Linked DNA regions of Mus musculus: region 2 is linked to region 1. A link is a contact called in public HiChIP or PLAC-seq data. All regions are on one chromosome and are shown on one strand. The core of a region is the stretch at or near the end of the contact, and the rest is flanking DNA. Distances in the headings are between cores, read along the strand shown.

Region 1 (5,969 bases), core at 2,307-4,806:
AAACCTTCTAACCGCTCTAACTTTCGCCCGATATCCGGGGCAGACTGCCAGATGAATGACATAGACACATTGGTTTCTTGCCCTGGGTCCTCAGGGTCATAAGGAGTGTACCTGCGATAGGCCTCTTTGAGTCTCTCTAAAAAGGCTGAGGGAGACTCATTAGGTCCCTGGGTTATCCCTTTTACCTTGGCCAAATTGGTGGGACTTCTGCCCGCGTTCTGGAGACCCGCTAAGAGCAACTGGCGATAGAGGACTAGGTGGTTCCTACCTTCTGTAGTGGTGTAATCCCAACCGGGGCGTTCAAGGGGAAAAGCAGCATTGACTTCATTAGGCAACTGAGTGGGGCGTCCATCATTGCCCCGGACTGCCTTTCTAGCCTCTAGGAGCACCCGCTGCTTTTCTTCTCCGGTCAGCAGGGTCCCCAACAACTGCTGACAGTCGTCCCAGGTGGGCTGGTGGGTGATGAGGACGGACTCAATCAAGGCCGTCAATTTACCTGGATCTTCAGAAAAGGAAGGGTTATTATTTTTCCAATTGTATAAATCCGAAGAGGAAAACGGCCAATACTGAAGCTGGCCATCTCCCCCCATGCGGAGTGGAAATGCCTGGGAGGTGGTGGAGTCCACTGCGGGAGGGTCTCTCCTTCCCCGCAGTCGAGACACCATGGGAGAAGGGGGGGAAACCTCGGAGGTGGTGGCCGCCTCTTCTTCGTCGTTTTCCCTGGCAGAGGAGGAGGGTTGTGCTCTGTACGGCGGGGGGTCCTCTGTGAGAAGGTCAATGAGGGGTCCGCCGCTATCAGGGAGAACCTGGGGCTTAGGAGGTTTGGACTTTATAGAGGGGGTAAGGGCAGGGTAAAGGGCAGATCGGGACGGAGGTTGCGCAGAAGGACCGGGCGGGAGGACGGGAGCTGTCGGCAAGGGAGGAAGTTTAGGAGACACAAACGGTTTGACCCACGGAGGGGGGTCATAGGCAAGTGCCTCCCAGGTGACGATATATGGGACCTGATCCGGGTGTCCGTGGGGACCAGGACAAAACACTCTAGACTTAACCTGAGAGATAATACTTAAATTGAAAGTACCATCCTGAGGCCATCCCACATTGAAAGTTGGCCATTCAGCGGAACAGAAGGTAATCCAGCGCCTCTTCCTGACATCCACAGACTGGTTGGATGCAATGCGCTGGACAGCGCCCCAGTGCTGCAAGGTTAAACTCAGAGGGGTAGTTACGGTCTGTCCCATGATCTCGAAAACACTTAAAGACAGAAGAAAACTAACGAAGAACAAAAGAACAACAAACAAATCAGACGCGCGGCGCGGCTTCGGCGTAAAACCGAAAGCAAAAATTCAGACGGGGGCGGGAAGTGTCTCTGTCTCTCGTCCCCCAACAAAGCCACGTACAGTGGCGGAGCTCCAAAAAGTCCGACTCGGGTAGGTTAACTGATACAGAATGGGCCACAAAACGGGCCCCCGAGGCCGCTGGGACGTCTCCCAGGGGCTGCGGCCGGGAATACGAACTCGTCAGTTCTTCCGCGGAACCGCCAGATACAGATCTAGTTAGCTAACTAGTACAGACGCAGGCGCAAACATTGGATGCCGGCACAAACACGCACGAAGACAGAGACAGACACGAAACGACCGCTGGCCAGCTTACCTCCCGGCGGGGGGTCGGTGGTCCCTGGGCAGGGGTCTCCAAATCTCGGTGGGACCTCCAAATGAAAGACCCCCGACGTGGGTAGTCAATCAATCTGAGGAGACCCTCTCAAGGACCAGCGAGACCACGATTCGGATGCAAACAGCAAGAGGCTTTATTGGGAACACGGGTACCCGGGCGACGCAGTCTATCGGAGGACTGGCGCGCCGAGTGTGGAGTTTTTACCCTTTTTATAGGGCTGGGGCTGGGGAGCAAAAAGCGCGGTTACAGAAGCGAGAAGCGAGCTGGTTGGTTAGTTCGAATAAGGCTTGGGGTATTTCTCGGTCATTTGGGGAAACTGAGGTGGGACTTTTTAGTTCTAAACAATGTCTATTTTCAAGAAATGGGTATGGGAGGGGTACGAGGAAAGGGTCTAATGAAGGTTCAACAATGGGCACACACCTGGTCAGAACATTGGCAGACACACAGGTTTAAGGAGTGGCCAGAGCACTGTGCACCTCTATTTTTCTAAATCAGTGAAGCTAGTTCTGCTAACACTGACGTCTGAGAGCCATCTGTTCTTGGCCCTGAGCCGGGGCCCAGGTGCTTGACCACCGATATTTGGCCCCTGTCTCAGTATTATTCAGCCTTAATCTTTAACTGTTAATCTTTAACTGAACTTTCTTGTAACTTTTGAGAACTCAGCTCTGGTACTTTTTCATGCCTTGCAAAATGGCGTTACTGCAGCTAGCTTGCTAAGCCTGATGGTGGGGTCTTTCACAACATCCTGCGTTAACTCCTCCGGTCTCATCAGAGCAATCTCTCCCGTGGCTTTCAGAACACCAACTCCCTTTTGCCTCCTTCTCTTGACTTCCTGACAGGGTGGAGTTCCAGGCTCAGCCTTGACCTTGTCCTGTCTATAGCTGTACTATTGGGATGTCTCTCACCCTCTACAGAATCAGCCCCCACCCTTCACATTCCCAGCTCAGATCTATGACTGGCAGACTCTGATCCTGCTTCATCCTGCCAGGGGAGCCCCAAGTCTCACATGGTTGGATCTCCTCAGCACACAAATCATACTCTTCTCCCCCGTCTCCACTGAGAATCCCTCCCAATCCTGTTCACCCCTCTTCTCTGTCCCCACTGAAGGGTGCTCCATCTTCTCAGTTCACAGACTCCTTATTCTAAAGGAATATTCTAAATCCAATCCATCCAGAAACCATATAGCTGTCCCCTCAGCTATATACAAGAGTCCTCTCTGCTCCAAGCTGCTGTCCCCTTACCCAGCATCACTTGGGACTCTCAGCTGTACCTTCTGATTTAGCTTCCTGCTCTCTCCTTCTGCTCCTCAGACACACAGGCTTCTGTCTCTGTATCTTCAGCCTCTGCCTGGATGACTTTCCTGGGAACCCACAGGACCAGGCTACCCTAACTGCCCAGTCTAGATTGCAGCTTTCACCGATCTAGGCCACACCTCACTTAGACCCTTTAGGACCTAATTTATTCATGTCTAGTAGACATTCTTTACTGCCTGCCAACTCCACTAGAAGCAGCCCAAGGTCAGGGATATTTGTCCCAAGCATCTAGCACATAGTAAGTCTTCAACAAACACTGGCTGAATGAAAGACCCAGCTACTTACTTCCCTCCCCTCTCCTTACTAGAACTTTACGAGGCCATGTCTAGGAGGCTGGCTAGGTAGATATGCGATGTTTTCTTAGCCCAGTGACCTGGGAACAAGGAAAAGAAGGGCTTAGAAAGCCAGGAAGCTGCATGGGCACGTTTGCCTGTTCCCAGTAACAAAAATAAGAGCCAGCTGTGAATTCTGTGGACCTTGCTGTGACTTTGGATGGAGTGGACCCCTCCTTATGCACTGCTCTCCTGTCCCAAACACAAGAGACCCAGCAGAGCTTGTCCATCCGGCCTTCACAACCCCCAGCCTAGAGCGTGCCCCACCTACTGCCCCCGGCCAGTTTCCTCCCTTTTACTCCCTGATGCTTCTCCAAACATCTGCAGGAGCTTCCACTCAAAGAACATCAAAGAACACCTGCTTTGATCTGAGCCACTATGGGCAACTTAAATAGCCCCAGACAGACAGACAGATGGACGGACAGACTGACAGGAACTGCTCTGGAGGCTATGGGCTTCCTGCAAATCCTAGCTCCTCTCACAGGGAGCTCTGCAGATGAGAAGTCTCCACACTCTCAGGACTTTCATTCTCTCATCGGAAGGAGAGAGATGCTGCTGCCTTTGGGGGTTGTCTGGAGATGGTATGTGTAGGAGCTCAGCTACTGCACCCCATCCCCAGGCCTCGAACTGAAGGAATCCTCACAGAGAGTCCATCACCCTGGGCTACCACGTTGGTGGTAGGACTGGGCCTCCAGAACTGCTGCCATATTCCTGCCTCTGAGTGGCAGACAGAGGGGATGGCATGTGACCAGTAAGGACCCTTGAAGCAATCCTAAATTCTTACTGGGAAATTAATGACATTTATTAGTTTAAAGGACACCAGTTAACATTCTAGAAACCTGTGAGGCTCACCTGTGAAAACCCTTTAGAGTGTGTGTGTATGAGGTGTGGGGTGTGTGGGGGGGGAGGATGGGGGCGGGGAGGATGGGGGCGGGATTCTGACAGCCAAGCACCCTGGGACCAAACCTGGATTTAACAGGAAACTCTAGAATACACACCGGATGTGCAAGGTTTGCCTCACCCCCTTCATTACACACTGGTGGTGTGGAATGTCATGATATGTTGTCACCTCTGGGTCCCCAGCACCAGGAAACAGTGTCAGGTGAACTGTAAGTGAGGGCGGGATGCAGCAGTGGACATCATCTACAGAGAGGCCTCCGTGCAGCTTGGCATTGTACCATATTGTTGTTACCCAGGGAGCCCTGGAACTTGTGTCTTGGTAGATTCATCCACATGTCTGTGGTAAAAGCCATCATATCTGGGAGTCAGCAATCAACGCTCCCAAATGTCAGAGAGAGAGAGAGAGAGAGAGAGAGAGAGAGAGAAGGGAAGGAAGGAAGGAAGGAAGGAAGGAAGGAAGGAAGGAAGGAAGGAAGGAAGGAAGGACAGATGTGTCCTCTGTTGCTGTGTACCAGGGCCAAGCCCCCTCCCTTTGCACAGCCTAACTTCTGCTCCTTGCAGTCCCAGGCTGCATTTCCATGCAGACTCATACCTTTGCATCGACAGTCTCCATGAAATAGACTAGAGTCCTGAAGTTTTCATTCCATTGGAGTAATTCTAAAGATTCACTAAATCTCTGAATCTTCCTTTCCTCTACTTCATAGGAAGCTGATTTCGACAAATGCCTTTTTAAATTACACCAATGTTCTCAAAGAGAGAGCACTGGTGCAGGTCAATGCTGGTGAATGGCTTCAGCATCTAAATGGTACCATGGGTCTTACCTTTGTGTTAAATTGTGTGTGTGTGTGTCTAGCTTTCTGGACCACCTGTGACCAACCCAGTGTGCTTAACTCCTTGTGCTTTCACAACAGCCTTTGATGGTCCTCACTAGGAACCCAGGGGACATTTTCCATAACAGGCACTTTCCTGGGCCACAGAAAGCAAAATGATCCAGAGCTAGCCTGGTATGTGGGAAGACTGGAAGATAAAGGGTCTAATTCACCTATTTCAACCATTTACAAGATAAAAGAGTCAGGGTAGGGACAGACCAGCTCTGTAAATTCTATGTAGATTGCACTAGACTTCCTTTGTTGGCTCACCGATCCACCCTTCCACTACACCCTCTCCAGGAGGTGGAATGATGTCCTATCCACCCGTATTAAGTGCCATTGCAATAGGCTCTCTCTCTCTCTCTCTCTCTCTCTCTCTCTGTCAGAGGGCACACAGACAGACAGACAGACAGACAGTGTGGGGCAATGGTCGGAGCAGGGGATGGTTTTTACTTTTCCCAGGCACTGGAGATGTGGTTAGAAAGCTTTCCCAGTGTTCTGAGTTTTGGACTCATAAATTGTCGGCTCTGGGGACACTAGGTGCTTCTCTTGGGACATTGTAGCTATTGCTTCAGAGAACGAAGCCTCTGGCTCTCCAGCCCTCCCTGCCTCTTTCACCTCCTACTGGGGAGTGGGGGTGGGGTTGGGGTTGCAGGCCCTGACTCAGATCTCCCTCACAGAGAGCAACGCAGACAAGAATATAAAAAGCAGTGCACGTTTATCACAATGGAGCCTGGCATAGAAGCCTGGGGTTTCCACCCCCAGAAGGAAAAACTGCCTGCCTTTGGGCTACCATGTTGGAAGGAAGCCTCAATTCCACAGGGAGACCGTGTGTGCCAGATAACAGCAACAGCAACAGAGCCAGAATCTGAACAACTCTGGCT
Region 2 (5,969 bases), core at 1,537-4,036, 45 kb before region 1:
AACTTGTATAACCTTTGTTTCCATCTTTAACTTAAAATGTAGCATTTCCGGTCTGGAGAGATGGCTCTGCAGCTAAGAGCACTTGCTGCTCTTGCAGAGGACCAGCACCCACATGGTGGCTCAATTCTGGGGTGTCTGATGTCCCCTTCTGATTTCCACAGGCACCAGCCACACATGTGGTGCACACATATATGCAGACAAAACACTCATACACAGAAAATAAATCTAAAGTATTTTGCTGTAGCATTTCCTCCGGGTATGAATGACCATCACACAACCAGGAGTGTCCATGATACCTGTGAATTTACACTAATATTGTCCCAACTCCTCAAAGTTGCTATTTGTAAAATAGTATATGCTTATCATTACTATGAAACATGGTGTTTATCAGCTATGTCACTAGATCTTGTCATCGTACCTAGTTCTAGAAAAGCGCAGCTATCATGTGTCATAAGCTGGTTTCACAGATATTCCAGCAGCTACATTTCTACAGAGCTGGTTTTCACTAAGTCAACTTTGGTGACTTTACCCGGAAACATTTTTCAGAAAATATATTCTCACCGACCCCCAAAGGTCTGGAGAACAGAAAGAAAAGCCTCTACTGCACACACCCCCCAACTTGGTGTAAGCTTGACTCCAACCTGGATCCTGGCCATCCCAGGCCCTGTGATCTGGTGGCTGTATAGAGAGCTGAGAAACTGATTGCAGGCGCCTGGGGCGTCGCTCTCCTCCTCCCACCTCCCCCTTCTTCCCTTCGTTACACTGTCACCTCTGCGCACACTCTGAGCCTCCCCTCTGGTCTATTTCTGGACATCCCTCAGGACAGTGGCTTCTCACCTTAGAAACACTCAAAGCCTTCCCTGAATCCCAAAGGCAAGAGGACTCTGGTTTCAGACAGTTAGAGGGGATCACGATGCTCACTAGTGCCACACAGTGAAGAGGATGCTGCCCTTAATCCAAGAACCCTGTGGTATTGGTCCAGAAGAACCCACAGCCAGGGCAGCAGCTGAGGCTCCCCCCTTGTATAACTGGGATCTCACAGCTCAGCTGAATATCTTCAGGCTAGGAAGGGTTCTGTTCCTGGGGACCTAGGGCCTAAGGTCACCTGACCCAGGCTGTCCCAGAGCAGAGGTCACCTCTTGGAGCAGGCTGTATCAGCTGAGGCCAGACCCTGGGTCCTGGCAGAGGCCTGAGAGCACATGTAGCTGTTCACCCCTCTGACTGATTCTGCTTTTCTCAGGGCCAAAGTCAACGTCACAAGCTGCAAGTTCTCCTTGTTTCTTTTTGGCATTAAAAAAATTATCTCTACACCACCAAGCCAGGTGTAAACCTGCCCGACCTGTGGGTCTTTTACCTACCTGACAAAGACCTGCTCATCCCTCAAACCAGTGTCTAAGAGTCAACTTCTTCCTGTAGCCTGGCCCTCATGTTCCCCACAGAGATGGCATGGATCTCAGAGGCCATCAGCTCCATCATCCCAGCATGTGTAATGATGGGCGAATGAATGCCTGGGCAAGTGGGGATATGAGTGGATAGGTGGATCAGTGGTGGGTGGGTGGGTGGTTCAGTGAATGGGTGGATCAGGGGTTGGTTGGATCAAGGGGTGGTTGGATCAGGGAGTGGGTGGGTGGTTGGATTAGTGAGTGAGTGAATCAGTGAGTGGGTGGTTGGATCAGAGGATGGGTGGATGGATCAGGGGATGGGAGTGGATAAGTAGGTGAGTTGATGGATGAATGGATACATATATGGATAGAGGGATCTGTTGATAGGTAGGTGGATAGGTGAGCAGAGGAGAGGCGGGTAAATGGGTGGGTGAACGGGTGAATCTCAGTCAGTTTTCTTCATATTGAGGCAGAGGTACAGATACTTAGGTCTGACTATGGTGGACAATCTCCAAGAAGTGCCTCTTCATCCCGATGTCATAATGAGAACCATCTCCACTGAACCCTCCCCCACCACCCAGGTTCCCTCCCTAGTGTCTTATTGGACCTCAGAGGCTGTGCCATTGTGGAGGGGACCACAGCTCAGTTCCAGGTCGCTGCTGTACATCTAGCCTTGACTCTGCACCTTAGAGGTGCTAAAGTTGCATTTCTCAGGTAGGTAGCCCCCTCTGATTCTAGATCTGCTTTCTCCCCCTGCTTGTGTCCCCTGCACAGCACAAGGGGGAACGTTAAGGCTGGTTTCTCTCAGAAGCTTGCTCTGCCCAAAGTAGACAACAGATGTGGCTTCCTCTAAGTTTACAAACCAGGTTGTGCACCCTCAGGATCAGGCCCGAGTCTGCTCATCTTTGACCAGTGAGGATTGAGGGGCCTCCCATGGCCGCCTGGGTCCTGGGTCCAGCTTACTTTCCGGATCCCAGGTGGCCTTCCAAGCTCAGAGCCAAGTGTGGCTAGCTGTCTACTGTAAGTGCAGGAAGCTGCCACTTCTGGGGAGATTCCCCTCTTACCTTAGGTCCACCTCCTTCAGGGCCACTATCACTGTAGGGGTCCTGCTTTCTGCTTCACACTCTAGGAGAAGAGAGCCTTGATCTTTTCTAGGGAAAGTAGAAAGTTGAGCGGCAAACTGGCAGGAGTTGAAGAGTGAGCTCCATCCTCGGCCGCCCTCTGCCTCTTCCACTGCTGGCTGCCTCCTGTGCTTTCTGCTCTTCCTCTTTGAGAAGTTGTACTGGAGGCACCAACTGGAGGAGGGACCCAGCTGGGCTGGTGTTTGTGGAGTATGTGTAGGTCCCCAGAGCTGAGACACAGCTCCCTGCAGAACCTGGAGGCAGGCCAGCATCGGTTGTCATGGAGACCCACCTAAGCCTCTTGGCCTGAAGCAGTATTAGCTGGTGAGGGAGGGCTGACCCGACACAGAGAGAGTGGTGTTCCCAGAAGGCAACTGAACCCTTACTCTCTCAGTACCATCTGGTTTGATGCTACTAACCTCATCAGACTCTTTGTGAACCTGCTATTGGCCGATGTTTCTAGCTGCCTGGTGAATGGTACCCGAATGAAATACAGTCTTTCCTCCAGGAGGGCATTATTCAGGGCACCAGGAGCCCATGAACTTGTCTCTACCTTTATCACTTCCCTTACCTGTCACTCTCTCTGTCTTTCCTTCCCTTGCACCAAGCACAGGCACTGATGGCTCAGGTAGGTCCAGGAAGAAGAAAGAAAGTGGGTCCTGGAAAGTCTAAGTGATGTCAGGAGCTGACACAGGCTTCCTGCTGTGCCTGCCCCTTGCCGCACTCACCACTAGGTCTCTAACTTTCTGCTCTCTGGACATGGTACCACACATAGGCTATTCTGATTGCAAGCCAACAGTAATCCCATTTGTGTCTCACAGAAGTGAGGAGGCACTGAGAAAAGAATGGTGTCCTGCGAAGGAGCAGCAAACTGTAACAGCCTGCACCGTCAGATCCCAGGGTCTGTACACTGGACCAGCACCAGGGAAGGGAATGGCTTTGGACACATCTCATTCAATTATGTTAACAATGAAGCAGAAAGCACAGGACAGTCTACTCAGCTGCGACTGCCCTCCCCTTGCGTATTTGAGGTTTTCAGTGTGCAGGTTCTTCTGCCTTCCTGCCCCTGGCAGAGGCTGCAGGGTCTCCTGTCAGGAACTGGGTCTTATGGTCAAACACTTCTCTTGGCAAATTCACATCATGACAGTCCTAACAGGTAAAAGGATGGGTTAGAAACCTCTACTACAGTTCCCAGGTGTCCTCCATCCAGGACCAGCTAAGGCCAAAGAAATCTGAGGCAAGTGCCAGGACAAGAGTGACTGTCTTAGTTAGGGTTGTACTGCTATGAACAGACACCATGACCAAGGCAACTCTTATAAGGACAACATTTAATTGGGGCTGGCTTACAGGTTCAGAGATTCAGTCCATTATCATAAAGACAAGAACATGGTAGCATCCAGGCAGGCATGGTGCAGGAGGAGCTGAGAGTTCTACATCTTCATCTGAAGGCTGCTAGCAGAAGCTGACTTCCAGGCAGCTAGGATGAGGGTCTTAAAGCACACACCTACAGTGACACACCTACTCCAATAGGGCCATACTTCCTAATAGTGCCAGTACCTGTGTCAAGCTCATTCAACCATCCCATGGCCAGCTGATAGCACCCTTCCCGTGGGTTAGCTGAGTGTCACCTTGGGTCAGGAGCACGGCTGGGACTGTTCTTTCTGGGAACCTTTCACAGACTGGAGAGCAGCAGGAACTCTCACCACAGAAACACTGAGTGTGCGCCCACCCAGCTCCTTCTGAACCCCCTTAACTGGAGCTCTATGTGTAAACTCTGGGGCCTGGTCGAAGATGAAGGCAGAGAAAGCAGGCCACCTCCTATACCGGCCAGGGCTTCCAGCTTGGTGGGCAGGCACCTGCAGAGATCCAGGGATACCTTGAAGAGGAGGTCCACCTAGGGGCCCCGCCTTCTCTCAACACTTCATATTCTCTTGTCCCCAGGCTGCAGTGCTGAGAATCTGCAAGCACAGAGCTGCAAGGGTCTTTTATCCCCATACCTGCTGGAGTCCCGGCATCAGACGGGACTGGGAACTTCCTCACACAGCACAGCGAGCAAGTTCAAAGTCAGGACGATACCCTCTGTTCTAAACCACTCATGCCCACTGCACCTCTGTGGCCTCAGCAAATCCTCCAAACCTCTGGGCACAATCATGACAGTCAGTTCCAGAGAGAGAACAGACATATCCCCTGTTCTCTGAGGGAGGGGGAGCAGGCTGTGCCCCCCCATCCCCTGTTCTGTAATGGAGGGAAGCTGCAGGCTGTGCCCCTGTCTGCAGTGTGGAATACTGTGTTACATTCCGAGTCCCAATGGCTCCTGGCCCGTGCATGGCAAGGCACCAGCACTGACCCATGGAAAGTCTGCTATAAGCTGTCATGGCACTTGCCTCGGATTGCCTAAGCTGGCCCTGGATGGAGGCCACCTGGGAACTCTAGAGGAGCTTCCTACCCATCCTTTTTACCTGTTAGAACATGCACGAGGGAAGCGGTATTTCCCCAGACCTCAAAATACTAGAAGATCTTGCTGGGCCGAATGAGAATGAAGCCAGGACCCTGAGGGAGGGGTTGAACTTGTGTCCTGGGGCTGAAGGTAGAATGTGTGTGAGGGTAGAGACTGTGTGAGGGTAGAGAGTGTGATGTCACTGTGTGCTGAGTCTAGGACCTGGCCCTCTGTAAAATCGGCTGGAAGCAGATGTAGCAGCAGAGGCCCCAGAGCTGGTTTTGTTTTAACCCAGTGCACTTGGCTGTCTCCCAGGAGGTAAACCACCGTGCCACCCCTCATCTCACCCACGGCACGCTCCATGGCACGCAGAAGAAAGAGGAGCAGGCTGAGCAACCACAGGAAAAGCAGAGGGGCTGAGTTTGGTGCTAGGCTCCAGTGGGGCTGGAAATAGAATTCACAAAATGAAGTTTGGAGCTGTAATATGATGCAAATCAGAAGCAATCTGTCCAGCAATGGAGGGGCTGCTTCAAAATCTCAGATGTAGCAACATCCCCAACTCTGCAGCCAAAAGGTAATTACAGCAAAGCACGCCTCTAGCTTTGCCTTGGAGAAAGCAATGGCATCCTGTGGTGGACTGCCTGGCAGCCCAGGAGTGGGACTCAAGTCAGGTCTAGCGGGGCTGGGGTGGGAGCCACAACCTGGCCCCTCTGCCTCAGACACCGAGAGACGCTGACACCTAACCTGACCTGTGTTGCACTTTTGCCTGAGGACCAGGAGCTCACTCAGTGTTGTCCCAGGCTAAGGAATGCTTGCACTCTGAAGGAATAGAGCAGCTTACTTCCTTTCGGATGTAGCTGGGTCACAAGCCCTTTGGCAAATCTTTATCTCCAGTAAGTATTTATATTATGATTCATTATAGTAGCAAAATTACAGTAAGTAGCAATGAAAATAATTTTCTGGTTGGGGTCACCACAACATGAGGAGCTGCACTAAAGGGCCACAGCATTCTGAAGGTCGAGAACCACT

Evidence for each region. HiChIP or PLAC-seq counts read pairs in DNA pulled down with a chosen protein or histone mark.
Region 2: a contact with region 1 is called in an H3K27ac HiChIP or PLAC-seq map of embryonic stem cells, with 13 read pairs. The contact joins the promoter of Rd3 here to the enhancer-like site in region 1. A contact is called at or near these places in 1 of 39 promoter capture datasets (hippocampal neurons), 1 of 15 datasets of contacts at CTCF or cohesin (embryonic stem cells), 22 of 484 Hi-C or Micro-C datasets (the C2C12 cell line, the G1E-ER4 cell line, Sertoli cells and 11 more), 7 of 115 datasets of contacts at active chromatin or transcription factors (the HPC-7 cell line, embryonic stem cells, hepatocytes and 1 more) and 4 of 9 other capture datasets (adipose tissue, embryonic stem cells, liver and 1 more).

Annotation. Positions count from the first base shown.
Region 1 is chr1:191,930,053-191,936,021 of GRCm38.p6, reverse strand. It overlaps Gm39742 (a long non-coding RNA gene), which reads right to left. Exons shown (of 2, transcript XR_865890.1): 2 at 5,787-5,969. It also overlaps the pseudogene Gm39743. Among named protein-coding and RNA genes, the nearest start is that of Gm39742, 4.5 kb to the right of the region's middle. Within about 2 kb of position 3,556, at least 5 of the 459 cell types and tissues checked have an H3K27ac peak or open chromatin away from gene starts, as enhancers often do. A contact at or near this core is called in embryonic stem cells, where this site is marked.
Region 2 is chr1:191,974,187-191,980,155 of GRCm38.p6, reverse strand. Rd3 (retinal degeneration 3) reads right to left here and starts at 2,786. Exons shown (of 3, transcript NM_023727.4): 1 at 2,447-2,786.